Linked DNA regions of Arachis hypogaea: region 1 is linked to region 2. A link is a contact called in public Hi-C data. All regions are on one chromosome and are shown on one strand. Each heading gives the region's core, a stretch centred on a gene start, on an enhancer-like site or on the middle of the called end of the contact. The rest is flanking DNA. Distances are from core to core; before and after follow the strand shown. Region 1 holds the start of LOC112743944. Region 2 holds the start of LOC112743105.

Evidence for each region. Hi-C and Micro-C count contacts between places; a contact is called where the count stands out from the background.
Region 1: a Hi-C map of leaf shows a contact between it and region 2, with 5 times the contacts expected there. The contact joins the promoter of LOC112743944 here to the promoter of LOC112743105 in region 2. A contact is called at or near these places in 3 of 8 Hi-C or Micro-C datasets (all in leaf).

Annotation. Positions count from the first base shown.
Region 1 is chr14:123,795,598-123,798,767 of arahy.Tifrunner.gnm2.J5K5, reverse strand. LOC112743944 reads right to left here and starts at 1,760. Exons shown (of 2, transcript XM_025793387.3): 1 at 1,620-1,760; 2 at 397-931. The coding sequence starts at 923. The coding sequence ends at 750. TRNAV-AAC (transfer RNA valine (anticodon AAC)) reads left to right here and starts at 1,820; the gene lies at 1,820-1,893.
Region 2 is chr14:123,561,112-123,564,105 of arahy.Tifrunner.gnm2.J5K5, reverse strand. It overlaps LOC112743105, which reads left to right and starts at 1,282. Exons shown (of 13, transcript XM_029292257.2): 1 at 1,282-1,658; 2 at 2,233-2,405; 3 at 2,506-2,606; 4 at 2,716-2,796. The coding sequence starts at 1,422.

The DNA.
Region 1 (3,170 bases), core at 511-3,010, 230 kb before region 2:
ATAATTAAAATTTGTGAAACACAAATTTGACTAAAAATTCCATTCTATTACTCTAACTCAATTCAATACTAGGCACCCCTATTAGTTTTTAAAAAAAAATGAAAATTACACATTTTAATCCAACTTCTGCTTGGTTTCTTATCATGTTTAGATACTTCGGAACGACATCACCTTTAACACAATAGTGATTAGCGTCAAGCCGTCAAAACTAAATTGAAATTTGCAATCACAATATTGGACTATCAAGGACAAAGAAAACAATTTGGCACAAAGTACCACAGTAACCTAAAACAAATGTAAAGCAGACATAGTTAACTTGAATATGCTGATAGGTAAGTATTAACTATTAAGTACAACGTTACAGTTATTAACGAATTCAGTAAGAAAATTTAACTATTCCGGTAAGCAAATCATTCATTTTCTTTGCACAGTATACTCAGTGCTATTTGTGTTCAAAATCCACAAGAACTGCATAGAAGTAGCACTAGATTCTCTGGTTTTACATGTTTGTCTTCTTAAAGAAAATGGGAGAATAAATCCATCACCATTGAACAATATTCAAACATCAAACTAGAAGATAATACCAAATCTAGACCTTCAAAAAGTTAAGGAAAATGTACACAAGGCAGAGAAGTAAAACACACAGATTGGCATGATTCAAACTCACTGTATCAAAGAAAACAGTACTAAATTGTTCCAGCTACAAGAATGGAGCCATGATCATCGAAATGAAACTGAAAGGTGGTGTATCACTTCATCTTAGCCTCTGTAAAGAGAACATGGCGGTTAACCCTTGGATCGTACTTGCGAAACTCGAGCTTCTCTGTGAACTGCCTTGGCTTCCTCTTCACATAGAAAAATCCAGTCCCAGCAGCAGACACTAGTTTTACAAACATTTGAGCCTTCTTCTTCTTGTCCCCCATTCCTTACTCTAAACACAACGAAACCATTTACTTCAGTTTTTTTCCCTCCTCTTCAACAATTAAAAATAAGAATTTGATTTTAATGAAATATAAAACAGATTCACACTTGCATTTAATTATATCTCGTCACGTTAATAAAAAACAACTATCTTTTACACCTACCGTGTGAATGATAATCCAAAAAAATGATTGTAATTAGATGATTGAAAGGTGAAATAATGCATATATTTGGTAAAGTCTATTTTATCTTCAGATCCTTTATTTCCCTCAAAGACCCTAACTCAAGAAGCACACTTTGGAAATTTGATACAGCAGCAACATAATACCTTTAAATACAATAATTTCCTATGAAATCAATGTACAGTAGATAATGAGTTCCACAAGATATCACATCAAATCTGTGTTTTGTGGGGAATATCATGAATTTGATTCTGTTTCCATCAAACACAAAGGCAAACGGTAACTTCTATTCTATTTTTTGTCTGCTTATTTTTCTTTCATAAATTAAAATTATTAAAGAAGGTTAATATGTTTATTATGATGACAATATAAACATCTTCGTAATGAGAAAATTACAAAAGCATGATTTTCAAACGGTCAATCCCACTAAATACTCTATAAAATATGCTTAGAAATCATGGCTTCAAAAATTACAGATACACTAAAACCCAACGAGAGAGGGAGGGAGAGAGAGACCTTAATTGTGAGAGGCAGTGGCGTGGGGTGTTGGCGCAACTGCAATGTGCGACGGCAGAATGAGCTGTTTTAATATTTTAGGGGATTTCCGTTTTCACTTTTCAGGGTTCCAAAGGCCAGAGGCACATTGATATATTCAATTCATGGATGCATTATAATATTTATTTCTATTTTATAAGTATTTGTAAACAACATCAAATGGTGTCGTGGTGTAGTTGGTTATCACGTCAGTCTAACACACTGAAGGTCTCCGGTTCGAGTCCGGGCGACGCCAATTTCTTTTTTTTTTTTGCTTTTTCACACACTGAAGGCATGATGATGTGTTACTATATTTTTGCTCATGTTCATTAGTAATTACCCATATTAAATAACTCTTGCATGAGTTATTTTTGAAAATTTTATTTGTCAAACATTTTTCTTTTTACTTTCTCCTTCTTATATGTATAAATTTAATTTTTACAGTTATTATATATACAAAATAAAATCCAAAAATAACCAATTAAGGGTCTGATTGGAAAACTCCAAAAGCTATTTTTTTTTCTTTTGACTTATAAAAAGTTACATCAATAGTGTTTGGTATATATAATTTTTTAGATAAATTTTTAACTTTTTAAAAAGTTATTTAAGAGCTTTTGAAGAAGTTAAAAAATGTGACTTTTCTTATTTTTAAAAGCTATTTTATCACTCCTATTTAATGTACAACTTTAAAATAAAGACTTTTATAATAACTTTTCAAACACAAAATAACTTATTTAAAAGTTGTTATTAATAAAAGTTCTTATATTTTAAGCTCCTTTTTTCAAAAGAACTTATTTAAGAAGTTTAGTCAAACTGGCCTAGAATTAACTATTTTTTGCTGTGATGTACGTCATAAGACTGTATAAAGAAGTGAAGAACCCGATATTCAGATATGAAATGAACAAACCACTGCGGCTATAAAGCTTTCCTTCATTCAAACTTCAATTTTGTAGTAATGGTTACTATCTTTGTTGATAAATTTATTTTTTAATTGATTTTTTGCTATTTTTTCGATTAAAAATATGAAATAGAAGCGCAAGTATAAATTTTATTGAGAAAATCAGACAAGTAGTATGATCTTTTGTAAAATAATTATTTTGTTTTCATATGTTAATGTGTTATGACTTCCTTTAAGTGAATTTTATTGAAAAAAAATTCTACTTTATTTTCAAAACGGTTTCTTAAAGCTTAACTTATTACTCCGTAAAGTTTTTGCAACTACCATAGAGTATTAATATGTTTCTCAGTATCTATTGATTGGACAAAAGTGCTTTTATTTTTATGATTTTTCTTAGAACTTTATATTTGATGGGTTAGTAATAGTTTGAGGAAGGTGTATATTATTTTTACTGAGACTTTCCAGATTTTGACATTCTTTTAAGTGTAATGCATTTTTTTTATTAAAATATTAATTGTTGACATTTTTTTTTTCATTCAATAAACTCGAAAAATATACTTTTATACATGTCAAAAATTTTCTATTCTTTTCTAAATAAAAAAATGCTCTTTTCATTTGTGTGATAGTAATGCTTT
Region 2 (2,994 bases), core at 33-2,532:
TGAGGTATTTTTATACCGTTAGGATGATAGATTAACTACCTTTATATAATTCCTCCATCTAAAGTGGTGAGTAATTACTCCCTATTGATTTGGAAGAGTTGTTATCCCACATTCCAAATAAGGAGCGAGATTATAGATATACACATTAGTGTAATTAAGAGTCCTTTTTCGTTGTCAAAATCGAATCAGATCCACTTACCACACAAATTAAACAATTTTAAAAGGATCTTTTAGATCTTTCTCTTTTTTTGTAGACTATACTTATTTTTTTAGACTTGACATAAACAAAAATATTCTTTTATATTCTATAAATAAATTTTTTATGTTTGAATTTGATCTATTCATTTGAAAAAAAAAAATTTAACATGTAAACAAAAAAAAAAAAACAAAATGGTATATAAACATAGCAGAGGAAAAAAAATAATTTAAACTATAAGATAAGAGGTATATATGGGTCATGTTAATTTAAATTTAGACTCAATTCTAATATTTTATTGTCTATTTAAAATTTTTTACTCAATAAATTATTATACCTATTATTTTTTTTATTCTTACCAATTATTGCATTTATTTGATGGATCCACAAATCGCGAAACCCTCTTCTTTTTTTTTTTTCTATCTCTATCCCTATTAGGTATTAGCTGAAACCAACGCTTTGATTTTCTGTTGACTAATAGTTCGAGTAAGTCTTGAATGAGCCTCCCAAAAACTTGATGTAAATAAACAAAATGTTGTCTTACGTTTTTGAGTTATATATTCTCGTTTAATTCTGGTCTCTAAATTGACCTAAAAACAAATCAAGTTGATTTGATATAAAATTAGTGCATATAATTTTATAATTTTATTTTTAATTTCACTTTAATATATATATTTTTTAATTATAAAATACAATTTTGTGTTGGATCACCCAAAGCATGATCTGTCTAAAAATAATATAGAATAAAAATGATAAATCTAATTCGGACAAAATATGTTTTAAATTTGAACTGATTTTTGAACACCTTTATCATGACGTGTAAATAAATTTTTTTATTTTATTACTATTATACATATAATTGATATAACATATTTAACAAATAAAATAATAAAAAATAAATAATTTTTTTTTACTAAAGATAAAGAGATTTGAACATTTAGATGAGTATGCAGGAATGATGTAATTCATTGACAATAAATAATAAATAGTTGAATTCCAATTGATAAATATTTTAATAAAATAAAATGGAAGGCTTGCAAGGCAAGCTAGCGAAACAAGCAATCAATCATTGTCAACATGAGAAGTCAGTAAGTCACCCGCCAACCCCACTTTCATCACTTAACTACATTTCCCTCCCAAAAATCAATCAATTTAGGGTTTCAAAATCCCCGCCAAATTTCCTCCTTTTCCCTTTCTCATTCTCAGTCACACCCCTCACTCTGTAATGTCAATGGCGGTGGAGAACGAGAAATCGGAATCCCCTATCACCAAAGCTTTGAAGCTTCTTCCTCCTCCTGCTGGTAACGAGAACTCACCGCAGAAGCAAGCGTCGAGCCCCACCGCAAGGGATCGCATTGTTTCCGTTGCTTCAAACATTGCATCTCAACCTCTTCACTTCTCTGATCCTCAAGTTTGGGGCGTCCTCACCGCTATCTCCAACAATGCCCGCAAAAGGCTCCAGGTTCGTTCTTTCTCTCATCTCAGATAAAATCTCAGTTGCTCTAATTCATAGTTTTCTTTGTAGTTGCGTTTTTTTATTTGAAAAATGCAAGTGAAGTGAACCGTTTTGCCTCTGAAAGTGAAAAGTGACAAGCTTGCAGCTTGATCTCTGATATAAGCCACGACCTACCGGATACAGTAATGACCTTATGAACTTGTGCTGATTACATGCATGCAATAATTTGGGCATTAGTTTGCGTTTAGATATTTCAGTTTGTTTATTCATTTATATATTGTTCAAACAGTCTGCAAAGGAAGAGAATTTTTTCAAAGCAATTAAGAAAAAAAACTTTTTTTAATTACAAAATATGGTCAAATAAACAGACTCTTAATATATGTCAACAAGATTGAACTGTGCTGTAAATATGTATGGATTTGCAACAAAGTTATTATGAAATTACATTCAGTGGTAGTTGAACGCAGCTGTGTGACCAATGGTTTTGGCACCTTTTCTTCATTTAATTGTTCTTTTTCTGTAACTATTGGTTACTCCTCTTCATTTGATTTGATTTGGTTGAATGGTTGATTCTGACCAGGGAATTAATATTTTACTAACTGCCAATGAGCACTGCATCGGCCGATTGGTGGATGATGTGCGATTCCAGATTGATTCGAACAACATTAGTGCAAATCATTGCAGAATATACAGGATGTCGGTTACAAACGAAAATATGGTGGACACAACATCAATTTTCTTGAAAGATACAAGGTTGTGGATTCTTTTTCAGAGTTTGACTATTTCTATCCTTCTTGTGGAAAAATTTCTCTCCCTTGTCATATTCTGATTTTTGTAAAGTGTTGTTCAGCAGAAATGGAACTTACCTTAACTGGGAGAAGTTAAAAAAGAATGGTCCTGCTGTCAAAGTTTTCCATGGTGATATTATATCGTTTGCTGCTCCTCCTCAGCACGGTATGAATGCTTTCCAGTTATCAGAAGTCAGAATTTTCATTTTTCTTTAATAAATGGGATTTCAGGTTTTTTGGTTCCCTCAAAAAATATTTTGTATCTTTTGATACAGATCTTACATTTTCTTTTGTATATCGAGAGGTGCTTTTGTCCTCCCCCATGCCAGATAATGCAGCTGCTAAGCGAAAAGCAGGTAATGTTATGATTAACCAAATTTAATTTACTAGTTTGTGTCATTATAGCATTCTACTCCTATTATGTTCATTATAGAATTCAAGCTTGAAAATTATATTATAGCATGTTGTAATATTCATAATTTTCCTATACATTTGATTTTGACATTTGCAGCTTCTTCATATAACTTCATGTGATCAACTGTTTACTTCCTATT